Regions from separate parts of the Ovis aries genome. Here region 2 is linked to region 1. The links are chromatin contacts, called in public Hi-C maps. All regions are on one chromosome and are shown on one strand. Each heading gives the region's core, a stretch centred on a gene start, on an enhancer-like site or on the middle of the called end of the contact. The rest is flanking DNA. Distances are from core to core; before and after follow the strand shown.

Region 1 (6,240 bases), core at 190-2,689:
TCCCGCCGTACGTGCACATCCAAGGAAAGCGCAAGTGCATCCTCAGCCAGCAGTGTGTTCTCTCTGGCTGCTCGGAAGGCGCAGGAGCTGTCCTGGGGCCGTCTTGAGATTGTACTTATTCCTCAGATGCATTACGATTTTTCCCTCTTCCTCCCTCTTGGTCTGAGCAGTAGGAGGGCTGTTTGGCATCCTCTGATACCTCGCGGAAGGCTGGCCTTCTTATGTTGTTTTGGATGCTGGTTTAGAAGATGGGGTGAAGACAGCTGAGCACTGACCACAGGCCTCCTGCCTCTGGCAGAGCTGTCACCTCCGCCGGGGGCACTCCTGGGGCGGCGCTGGGCTGTGGTGGTCTCAGCAGTAAAGGAGCAGCATGGGGTGCCCACCACTGGTCTGAGCCTGCACAAGAGGCCAAGGTACAGCTTCCTTCGTTTCTGGAGCAAGAAGGCCCAGAACTGTCTGTGAGGCCCCAGTCTGTTGTATCTGCTTCTCCTTACTAGCTTCCTGGGCTGGGACTGCAGACAGATGCAGGAACAAGAACTAATGGCCTGCTAAGGCTCAATTACCACTTCAAAGCCCTTGATTAATCATTTAAAATGTCTGAGCTGAGCAAGTCAAGGTTTCAGATTCCAGGATGGGGCTGACTAAGAACTGGAGCCTTTGGCTGAGTCTCCACTCACATTCCTGCCCGGGTCCCTGTGTGGCCTGGAGCCCTACTTGCCCAATGCGTGCCCGGAACCAGGGTTCTGAGTAGCCCATGTGAATACCTGCCCCCTGGGTGTACACTATGGTAGTCCTAGAATTTGGGACCGCTGGCTGGTGTGGCTGGTGGCCCTGGAGAAGACCCCAGGACTTGGCGAGCAGGCACCTGGGCCCAGGGGGCTGCATGCCTCCAAGCATCTTGCATCTGTCTTCTCTGCTTCCAGCTGAGGCAAGACAGTGGATGAGGATCCTCTGCCAGAGTCTGCTCAGCTCCCCTGGGCCTTTGACCTAGGCTGGGCCTCCAAGTCACACACATGCTCACTCACCCTTCCCTCTACATCCCCCAAGCCCGATACCACCACTACTCACGCTGTCTTTACACCTGCATTCATGTGGCAACTCTCAGTACCTGCCCCTCTGCAGGCCACACCCCTGGAATGGGGCTGAGGACACTGAAGGTTGGTACCAAAGGGCTGTGTCAGGGCAAGGCAGACAAGCTGGTGAAAGAACCCCTAGACCTGCTCTCCAACTCACCCACAGTTTTCTGGAAATTGAGAGTCTGTTCAGTCCCTTCCTGGGACCAGGGCACAGGCTGAATAAGGTGGCCTTGACTCCTGACACACTACGCAGCAAATGGGATGGTAAGCCTTTTGGGTGCTCTGCGTGTGGGCCCATCTCTGAAGGCCTGCCTGCATCAGCAGGAGCTGGCACCCAGGCTGGCCACAAGGGGGCACTGGACCCCTAAGTAGGAGCGCTGTGTGAGCAGCCCCTGCACATGCCAGACCCAGTGCCCCTCACTGGGCACTGACTGCTCCCACTGCACTTTTGATCCCTCTCCATTGTTCCTTCCTTTAAAAGAAAAAAAATTTTTTTTAATTCTGGAATAATTGTAGATTTACAGATGAGTCAGAAATAGTACAGTTGCTGTATACTCTTGGTCCAGCCTCCCTTAATGTTTAACATCTTACATAACCATGCCCCCATGCTCAGCTTGCCAGTATAGGCCAGTTGCCAGTAAGGCTCATGTGGCCTGGGTGTGGAAACACCTGTGTTAGAATCCTCTACGTCCCAGCTCCTGCTGGGGAACCAGTACGGCCAGCGAAGCTGTGGTGTATATACAGTGCCCTGACTTAAGGTACCCAGGGAGGCTGTCCCGGCCCAGGACTCGGGCAGCACAGCTGCATCCTGACTGCTGAGCTAGGGCAATATGGCAGCTCTCAAGGGGAAGCGGGGTTCACCACTGCAGGGCAGGGATGGGGACAGGTGGCAGAGTAGAGGATGTGAGGAGCACATCCGAGGTGGGGTGGGCAGACCAGACCGGCAGCTCAGCGCAGCAGGCCCCTCTGGAGGTGCAGTACCTCAGACTGCGCAGGTAGGAAGGGCACCTAGGAAGATGCAGTTATAAAAAACGGAGTTCCTGGGCCCCACAGTGAGTGCTGTGAGGTGTTCCTCAGAGCCTTCTCCTGTGCCCATCATCCCTGCTTTGGCGATGGGAAGAAAAGCAAGGAAATCACTTCACTCATACCTCCAGACCTACTTTACCACACAGACTCCACCACCACCACCCCCATCTTCTCTACAGTCTGTGGGGATAGGTTCTGTCCTCAGCTAATGCGAAGGAAAAAGTCATAATAAGGGCTTTGGAAGACTCAGTGCTCCAGGAAATAACTGACCGGGTTTCTAAGGTAGGTACAGCACTAACTACCCCCATCAAGGCTGACACAGCCCTCGGGCTTGAAGTTCTGTTTTTTGGGGTTTTTTTTTTAGCCAGACTGACTATTTCTAACCTCTGTAACCACTGTCTGGGGGTAATCAGCTCAGAGTCTCTACTGCACCAGGCTGTGGAGGACGTCATGTGAAATAAGCCCTGTCTAGGACGGATGTGGACTAGAGGAGGAAGGTGACAGAGGAAGCAAGACGGAGACATCTTTGTCTTCCTGATGAAGCTACCTGTGGGTCAGTGGTTCTGACAGGAGGAAGGGCTGGGAGTGGGGAAGCTGGGAGCAGACAGGTGTCCGGTGGGGCTGTGAAGGCCCTTAGCACGGACTGAGTAGTGAGCACCTCCATAAAGGCAGCTTGAGAGAGACTGCAGGGCCCAGCACACAGGAGCCCAGCCATGGACTAGGTCTCTGGCCTGGGTCCAGCAGGCTGCCTTTGCAGGGGAGGGAGCCTTTCTATCCTCGGGGCAGCAGAGCCAGTCCACTGACAAGGAGAATGCAACCAGAGATTAGGCAAGGGAAGCAACAGCCAACTGCATTTTGGGTTTCCCTGTCCAGCACTACCCATGCAGGATCAGGGGAGGCTGGGAACCTGGGTCGGTCATCGGGGCAGAAATGGCAGGTCGCGCTGCCTGGGGCTTTCCTGCTCTGGTGACCCCAGAGTTGGGTGGGCGCTGCCTGGTGAGAGAGGACTGTCCTGGAGCCCATTCACTCCCGGGCTCCTCCTGGTCCCTTTGCTATCTTAGCTGGGGCCTGGGCTCACATTCCTGCTCTGGCTGTTTCTGTGCTTGCACAAGAGACCTGACCTTCGTGAGCCTCGAGTTCCTTACCTGTGAGATGGGAACATCCAGCACACAGTTACTGTTAAGACTAAACCAGGTCATGGCCTTATCAGGTGGTCATCTTTTTGACTAGGCTCCCCTGGTGGTGGGTCTTGACTCCCAGACCCTGAACAGCTTTTCCTATGTTGCTGAATGGGGCCAAATGAGATTAGACCTGTGCCGTGCGAGAGGAGAAAGGGCTATCTCTGTGGAGGGCAGCTGATACAACAGAACTTGAACAAGCTCACACTACCCAGCGTGTTTTAGCTACTATACCAGGCTCGAGAGAGGAGCTGCCAAGCGAGGAGGTATAAAAAGATACGCAAAAACAGAACTGAAAGACGACTGCCCAAGGATTGGTTTAACTTAGAAGATTCACGTATTCATGAACTTGCAAAAAAAAATAAGATCCTTACTGCTTTATAACCTGAGTTTGATGATGGTAGCTGTTTTGAGATTTTCTTAAAAGTGTCTGCAGATCCTCTGAGGCCACAGTCAACCATCAGATATTCTAACAGGAAGTGAGGCTGATGTCAGCCACAAGTCAGTTGATGAGTAAAGGGCGGCTGGGGGTCCTTCTTGATCTAGGGATTGTTCAGCACTCATCTCTCCTAATAGAGCACTTAGCCCTGACAGGGTTCCAAGTTCCTACTCCATTCAGAGGAAACACAAGAGTACCAAGCTCCAGCCGTACCCTCCCACTTACCCAGGTTTTCATCCTACCTTCCACTGCTTTGTGCAAAAGTTTAGAGGCTGGAGCACATTCTGCATTGGTCAGGTATGAAAAAAAAACAAGATTCTTGATTAATCTTTTAAAGCCTAAAGCCCCTTTAGATTATAGTTACCCTCTTGCTCTTGGGAGATGGCTTAGGTATATCTGAGGAAGCCCCCCCAACCCCCCGCCCCCAGTTCCCCTGTAAGATTTGGAAGAGGGTGCTCCCTGGTTTATAAACCAGTAGTGTTGGCCAGCTCTGGCCAGAGCACAACAGACACTCCTTACTTAACTCAGGCTGGCCTGGTGTGAGGCCACTGTGGAGGTTCCCCTGGGCTCACCCTCCTGCGGGGATGACTGTCCTTAGCAGGAGGGGGGATAGTCCTAAGCAACCGTTTATGCGTTCATCACTGAGACTGCCTCAGCGGCTCTGGCTGCTGCGCGGAGCTCTCCCTTGGTCTGGGTGGTGCTGGCCCTGTAGGGCCTGGGGTTTACTATTAAGTTACTGTTAGAGTTCACTCTCACCCTGTCCCCTTCCCCCTGCAGTGTACGTGGTGGAAGACCAAAGAAGGGATGACCTGGGCACATCTACCTGCCTCACAGCCTGCTGGACGGCCCTGTGTTGCTGCTGTCTCTGGGACATGCTCACCTGACCAGCCCAGCTCTCCTGTCCTGCCAGCTCTGCCGCCACCGCGCACAGCTGTGCCTGCCCCGCCTCTTCTGATTGCTGAAATCAACGACTAGCTCTGCACAGACATTTCTACCTTCAACACAGTGGGATTCTAGATTAGCAGGGGTTGCTGCTGTTTAATTCAGTGACTTGATCTTTTTAATGTTCAAATCCATTCTTATTGGCCTTTCACAAATGTGCTAAATGACTTTTCTCTTTATTTTTTTGGCCAAAGGCTTAGTTATAAAATATATATTTATAATTTTAGAATTATATTCAGGTTTGATGTAATTTACCACTGAATTATTTCTCTGCTCACATCCTGTATGTTTCAATAAATTTGTCTAAGCCTCAACTGTCTCAGTTATTCCAGATAGAATCTAAGCCCTGGATTTCTCAGCCACTGACCAGTATACAAGGAAGCTGATTTACCTGTTCATCCTGGCAGCTCCTAGGAAGGCAGGGTCCAAGGCCAGGTGTCCTTCAGTTGGGTCATGGGGCCCTCGCCAAGCGAGCATTCTCTCCCCAGGCCCACTGAGAGACACGGCCTCACCAAGTAGCCACACTGGCTTTTTCCCTGAGCCTAAAGCAGGGTGTCCTGGTAACCATGGCTGCCCCCAGGGCCGGACAGACCTGAGTCTTTCTTTTCCTGCTATGCCCTCCCAGAACCTGCCCCCTCTGTTGCCACACAAGGAGAGAGGAGAGCTGTCACAGTATTAAATACAAACTAGCCAGTCAGGCCATCCATCTCAGCTTTGGCCGCAGGGTGGCGCTGGGCCGCCATAGCAGCGAGTTTCATTTTCCTTCAGCGGCCGGTCCAGAGGCACAGCTGACAGCTCTCCCTGCCTAACTGCGGCTGCCCACTTTTCCTCTACAGTTGCTGATGAATATTTAACCATTAGCTCTCTTGCTTTAAAAACGAAAATATTTAACTACCATCTCTCTCTTTAAAAGCAAAAAGCCATGATTTTGTATCATCACCTGATTTCTGTGGAGTAAACGGTAGGTACCCCCATGGCTGATTTCAAGCTACCAATGTGGTATCTTGAACATGGAGTCGGGAAGAGAAGGGCAGGCTCACACTACTAAGTTGTATTTCCACCATCCAGACACAACAGACTGTCAACCTCAAAAACATAGATAATGGTCAAATTCAGTAAAGTAATTCAGAAAGGATAAGTTCTTAATAATTATTAACCTTACTTTTAATATAATAGTAAATTTACAAATGTAATTTTTAATAATGGCTATTGTTTAACTGACTCAATGGACCTGCATTTGAGCAAACTCCAGGAGACAGTGGAGAACGGAGGTGCCTGGCGTGCTGCAGTCCATGGGGGCTGCAGAGAGTCAGGCACTGGGACTCCAGGCAGACTGCCACTGAGGTACCACTGTTGTGATCATGCATTCAGCCATGCCTGCTCTCCTTTTCCCTCATCTGCATACTACTGATAATGGAGGCTCAGAAGTTGAGGGGTTTACCTAGAGGAACAGAAATGAAAAGAAGAGGGCAAGGCTTCGATGCAGAAGGAGCAGGGCCACAGCCCTGAAGAGGCAACAGGGAGGACTGAGGTGGAGACACCCTTTGCCTCTCTGGTCCTCTGTTCTCATCCATCAGCT
Region 2 (6,449 bases), core at 1,679-4,178, 77 kb after region 1:
CAGTTTCTCATTTAAAAGAAAAAAGATATTTGACCTAGTGTTCTTTAAAGCTACTATGATACTTTAACCCAAGTTGTAAAGTGAACAAATTCTATGACTTAATTCAGGTAAACTTCTTTCAGGATAACCCCCTTAAGGATATACTTTACTTACATTCTTCCTACACCTTCATACATGTTAGTCTCATCTACCAAAGTCATAATCTCTGTATCTGTAAGATGTGCATGCTTTTTCGTTCTGTTCAGCTGTTCAATCTGTACATCTGCAAGCTTCACCTTCTGTTGAGTGTCAATAACTTTGGCTTGAAGCTCTGTGAAGGCCTAAAAAGAAATAAGTCCTTGATTTAGTAGGTGCAACATTTTACAGTAAATGTCTATATCAAATCTATTAAAATGAAGCCTGTTAAACAGACAAAGCCGTGAAATTTACCACAGCAAACATCTCAAAGCCAGTCTGCTAAAAACTTGAGCCCTGAACAATTCAGTGATTAGAAGCACTGACCCTCTGTGCAGTTGAAAATCCAAGTATAATTTATAGTTGACTCTCCATATAGCAGTTCCTTTGTATCCCTGGTTCTACATTTGTTGATTCAACCAACTACATATCATGTAGTACTCTAGTATTTACTATTTTAAAAATCTGTGTACAACTGGATCCCTGACGTTTAAACCAATGCTGTTCAAGAGTCAACTGTACTGAACTTACCCAGTCCTCAGAAGATGCAACCTATCTGAAGAAGCTGAACAAAGGCACGGTAAATAACAACCATATCAAGTAGCAGGTACCCAAGGATTAATAAAAGCTCTAAAGGCAACAATCACAAACCCAGAGACCCAAATCAGGAACCATTAATGTAACAACTCACCACATCTGTACTACTCAAGATTATTTAAAGCACTTTCCCACACTTGTTTGAAATATTAACATGTGAATATTAATATGAGAATACTGACATATAATAAATGTCTCATTTTCTCTTTTCAATAATCCTGAGTTAAGGATGGCAGATTCATCAGCACAGTTTACAAATTAACTAAATGTTTTAAAGAGATATAAATGACTTTCACAGGGCTGAGCAACTACTAGGTCAAAAACCAAGTACTTAATTAACTTCTGACCGCTAGTTACTGAATCTTTCTACTCTACTATCCACAGTAATATTCAGAAAATGAATATTTTAAGAGAAAGACACACAAAAAAATTCAAAGCATTGATAAAAGAATTGCATCATGATCTTCATATGCACACGATAAGCCAAACTTGACCTCTGAGTACTGTTAAAAGGTTTTTGATACTTCTGAAGTGCCTAGAATGATTTTCACATGCTGTCAAATTCTGACTTAATAATAACATCTGTGGCTGCAATACATGGCAAAAAGCTACTAACTTTTATTCTGACTTTGTTCTCACCTACTAGTAAGGTTTCAAAAGGTTTATCTAGAGGGGAGAGGAGGTACCTAAAGTTTCCTATTAGTCTCCATCCCTTCCCCTCCCCCCAAAATTATAAACATTAAAAGACCTTTAAACAAGTTTCTTCTGTAATTTTATTGGTTGACAAAACTACCCAATTTAAGTCTGTAATTATCTTCTTAGTTTGCATTCACTGTCCACAGGTTTCCCAGCAACAGACTGAAATAATACTGAGGGGTAAGTCCATTCATAGCTGTATTCTATTGTTAGCTCTCACTAAACCCTAACTTAAATTTGAACTTTTAACGGAAAAAAAAGGTAAACTTTTAAAACACTTTAAGACACAGTTTGGTAAGGAAGCTAGTATTTTGTTAAAGCTGAGATAATACAGCACTAGACAGCACCATAAGGAGTAAAGGTACAAGTTCCAAACAAAAGGCAATACACACACACAAATCCTCAGAGCAATAATACACTGCTTCATCTATTACGTGGAAGAGCTACTTCAACTGTCTTATTTCTCATGCAAAGATAGATTACAAGACAGTCTTAAACAAAATTTGCTCTTCTAACCTCAAGTAGTGGTCAAAAGGTGGAAAGTGAGGCAGAGAATGCAATATTCTAGAACCAAGCTTGGGCTGACTCTTCTGTTAAACTGTTTCCTTTTCTAGAAAAGTATCAGTTTAAAGTAGATGAAGTCTAGGCTCCTTTCCAATCCCCATTCTCCTTCTCTTCGCAAAAAAAAAAAAAAAAAAAAGGATACGCTTTTGAGTCGGTAGTGGTGTTAGAATCCTGACAACTCTCAGGTGGTGAAAACATTTCTGTGTAACAACACATTTCTAGGCAATTGTTTGAAGAGAGAAACTCAATTCCTTCTGATACCAATTTGATCTGGAAACCTTTGACTTGTTTCTTCTTTGACAAATCTTTAAAAACGAGGGTGGGGAGGGGGCGGTTGTTGGCAAAGCCCTAAGATGAACATTGCTACGAGGATACCTGACTGAACTGTATGAAGCGACCTTACAAGATATGGGATTAAAGAACTGACCTAAAAACAGACTGGACTTGGAGTTTTTCAAAGCAAATTAGTATACAGAATTACAGATGCTACAGCTCGGGCAAGCAGGCTAAGAGGCTCCAACTGGAAGCGCTCATTTCAGGCCTCACTATGGAACTGAAGGCACCAAGAGCAACGAAAGGTCTCTGGAGCTCGGAACAAGGGAACAAAACAGCTATAGGCCCGCCAAACTTAACCAGGCCCAGCCCAACCGGCTCTTACCCGGCAAAGAGCCGCTCGCCCTCGACTCCCGCCTAAGGAGGCCCGGTCCCGCCTTTGCACTCTGAGAAACCACTCCCCATTTCCCTGGGGCCTCTTTCCTTCCGCAGCACTCGAGACTCACTCGACATTATTGTCCACAGTCGCCTTAGCTTCCAAAGAAAAGCTTCTGCCTGCTCAAGACCCTCTTTTACCTTCTTCAACTCCAGATCCACGGGGGCCGCCATCTTGCTTCACTACTGCGCCTGCGCAGTGGGAGAAGCCCGGAAAGAGCGTGGGGGAAGGGCGCGCCCTGAAGATTTGATAGGGCCTCTTCCTTCTGCGCCTGCGCATGAGTGGGGCTGCTTGGTTTTCCTACCTTCCCCGTCGTTATTAACGCCTGAAATAACCGGGATTCCGATTCAGAGTACGTCTTCCCCACGTGACCTATGGGCCTGCCGTGATTCTCCACATCCTTCCAAACACGGCACAATCTGCAGATTTCGTGTGTGTGTTTTTTTAATATAAATTTATTTATTTTAATTGGAGACTAATTACAATATTGTATTGGTTTTGCCATACATCAACATGAATCCGCCACGGGTGTACACGTGTTCCCCATCCTGAACCCCCCTCCCGCCTCCGTCCCCTCGTGTGTGGTTTTAACCACTTCGACAAATAGTTTAGTTTGTGTCGCTAAATTAAGATGTATGTAGATCAAGCTAAAACCTTTAAAGTCATTCATGCCTTCAGCGAGTCCTGTGCTGTCAGGGAGGGATGAGAAAGAATCAGCCTGAGTTTCAGACATGGCAGCATGGAGAAGACCAGAAGGCTTCAGTTCAGTTCAGTCGCTCAGCCGTGTCCAGAAGGCTTAGTTGAAGCGTTTTCCCAAAGAACTTATTTATACTGAATGTTCTCAGAAGACCTTGTAGACACAGGAGTTCTCACGAGAAACCAAATTTCTTTTTAAAAGAAAAAAAAAATGCAGATTCTCTGATCCTCATCCCAAACTTACTTAGAATCTTTGATATGGGGCACAGAAATACATACTTTTGCAAACTCCTTTTATGATCTGATCTAAGTGGACTGCAAACCACATTTTGAAAATCTGCTGTAAAATAGCTGGCATTTGAACCAGAAGGATGACTAGAAGGATGGACATGAAAGAAATGGATATCTTCCTTACTCTAAAAACCTGTGAGGCAGGGGAAAGGGCAGGGAGTTTGGAACTAAACAAATCTGTATTCAAGGTTTGGTCTACACTGAGCGTAGGTATGTCTGCTTCCATTTACTAGTTGTGTATCAACAGAGTCTGTCTCCTCATTTAATATGAGAATAACAGTACTGACCTAACAGAGTTATTCTGAGGAGTAAACAAGATCAGGATGGAAAGCTCCAAGCATAGCACAATGCACACAGTAGGCACACAATAAAAAGGTATAATTAAGTTCATGTAGTTAGCATTGTTATATTTGTCTTTCAAGATACAGCAAGCAGCAGACACATAATATGTATCCATTATGTATTTTTTTTATTTTTTACATCACACAGACCATAAATAATCTCTCCTTGGAATTTCAAGACTACTTCTGTTCCTTTTTCAAGACACATGACACTATCTGTCTTAAAAATTTTTTTTTATTAGACTTATTAGCTGTTCAAATGTCCATCATTCGACAAATGGATAAACAAAATGTGAGGACATTATGCTAAGTGAAATAAACCAGTCACAAAAAGACAAATACTGTATGATTCCATTGTACAAGGAACTTGGTGGTGGTGGTGGTGGTTTAGTCACTAGATTGTGTCTGACTCTTGTAACCCCATAGACTATAGCTAGCCAGTCATCTCTGTCCATGGGATTTCCCAGGCAAGAATACTGAAGTGGTTGCCATGTCCTTCTCCAATATGAGGGACTCAGAGTAGACAAAATCATAAAGACAGAAAGTAGAATAGTGTTGCCAGGGGCCAGGAGGAAGGGATAGAAAGGAAAAAATTTTTAATGTTATTTATTTCTTTTTGGCCATACTGGGTCTTCATTGCTGCACTCTCTAGTTGTGGTGCATGGACTTCTCATTGTGGTGGCTTCTCTCGTTGTGGAGCACAGACTCTAGGGTGCAAGGGAGTCAGCAGTTCAGCCACATAACTCAGTAGTTGTGGCTCCTGGGCCCTAGAGCACAGGCTCAATAGTGTGGTGCATGGGCTTAGTCTCTCCATGGGCATGTGGAATCTTCCTGGATCAGGGATCGAACCAGTGTCTCCTGCATTGGCAGGTGGATTCTTTACCACTGAGCTACCAGGTAAGCCCAGGAATTCTTGTTTAATAGGTGTAGAGTTTCAGTTTTATAAGATGAAAAGAGTTCTGGAGAGGGATGGTAGTGATAGTAACACAATAATGTCAATGTATTTAATACCACTGAACTGTACACTTAAAAATGATTATAATAGTAAATGTTATGTATATTTTACCACATTTTAAAAAATGAAAAAAAATATTTGTTCTTTTTTCAAATCTACATGTTCTTTTCTTTTCCATAATGATATGCAATGATATGTTCTTACCTAATGGTGAAAATAATTAAAACATAATTAACATAACTATTTTTTAATTTATTTCTGTCTTATCAGTTGAAATCTTTGGGGTATGAATTCTTCCACTGTTGGGCATCTGCTGGTCTTTCTTATGAGAGCTGATTTTCTCATTTGACTCATAAATTTTTTATTAGAACCTGTCCTCAGTGTCCAGCATATCCATGGACTTTAGAAACATCTCACATTCACTTTTTTTTTGCTGCACCTTGTGGCTTTTGGGATTTTAGTTCCCTAGCCAGGGACTGAACCCAGACCCTTGGCATGAAAATACCAAGTCCTAACCACTGGACTGGCAGGGAATTCCTCCACATTCACTTCTACCAGAGCCCTGAGAGAGTCATAGGTTCCAGACCAATTTTTATGCTAATTCTTGACACTACATGAATGAAGCAAACTTAGGGGAAAAGAAACTTTGCCCAGAGCATAAAGTTGGCAGAATGTGATATACATTTATGTATGGGCAGCCACTATATTATCACCCTTTTATTTTGGACTTCAAAATAAATGTTATTGTCTTTCCCTCTTTAGAGTTTCTAAAATGACAGGAAGACACTGTCTATGAAAGCCCTAAAAAGTTTTCAGTTCTTGGACACTTGTCTAGAGAATAACCATGCTGAGCTTGCTTCTATTATTTTCATTAAAAAAAAAAAAAAAAACAGCTTTCACACTGAAAACTTCACTAGTACAGGGATATACTCCTGAGGTGCAAACAGACCACAGTTGTGGAACTTAAAAAGTGATCCCCTATTACCGTTCAGCTCTGACAACCCATGCACAATACCCTAATTTATTCATTCAACAAATATTTATTGAATATCTATTAGGTCCTTGGGGTATAATAATAACAAGAGACAAATTCCCTGTCCCCATGGAACACACATTCCAGTGGGAAAAGAGAAACAATAAACATGCCAACAAATAATTTAATAAACTAATAAGTGTTATTAAGAAGAAAACAGCAATGTGGTTAGAGGCTGCTGGGTGGATACCACTTAGGTGTGGGAAGCTCTCTGAAAGGCCATAACATTTGAAATCAGACCTGGAAAATGAGAATTAGATAGCTGTGCAAAGAGCTGGGGAAACAGCCTTCCAGACAGAAGAAACAGCAAGAAGTTTAGGATGGGAGCAGTCTTGGCATATTTGAAGAACAAAAGGAAGATGCCAGCATGGCTGGATGTGGAGAATAGTAGAA

Evidence for each region. Hi-C and Micro-C count contacts between places; a contact is called where the count stands out from the background.
Region 2: a Hi-C map of liver shows a contact between it and region 1, with 2.0 times the contacts expected there. The contact joins the promoter of PFDN1 here to the enhancer-like site in region 1.

Annotation. Positions count from the first base shown.
Region 1 is chr5:49,095,107-49,101,346 of ARS-UI_Ramb_v3.0, forward strand. It overlaps CYSTM1 (cysteine rich transmembrane module containing 1), which reads left to right. Exons shown (of 3, transcript XM_042250959.1): 3 at 4,497-4,975. The coding sequence ends at 4,603. Among named protein-coding and RNA genes, the nearest start is that of CYSTM1, 68 kb to the left of the region's middle. Within about 2 kb of position 1,440, at least 18 of the 54 cell types and tissues checked have an H3K27ac peak or open chromatin away from gene starts, as enhancers often do. A contact at or near this core is called in liver, where this site is marked.
Region 2 is chr5:49,170,169-49,176,617 of ARS-UI_Ramb_v3.0, forward strand. PFDN1 (prefoldin subunit 1) reads right to left here and starts at 2,929. Exons shown (of 4, transcript XM_004008862.5): 1 at 2,881-2,929; 2 at 154-320. The coding sequence starts at 2,913.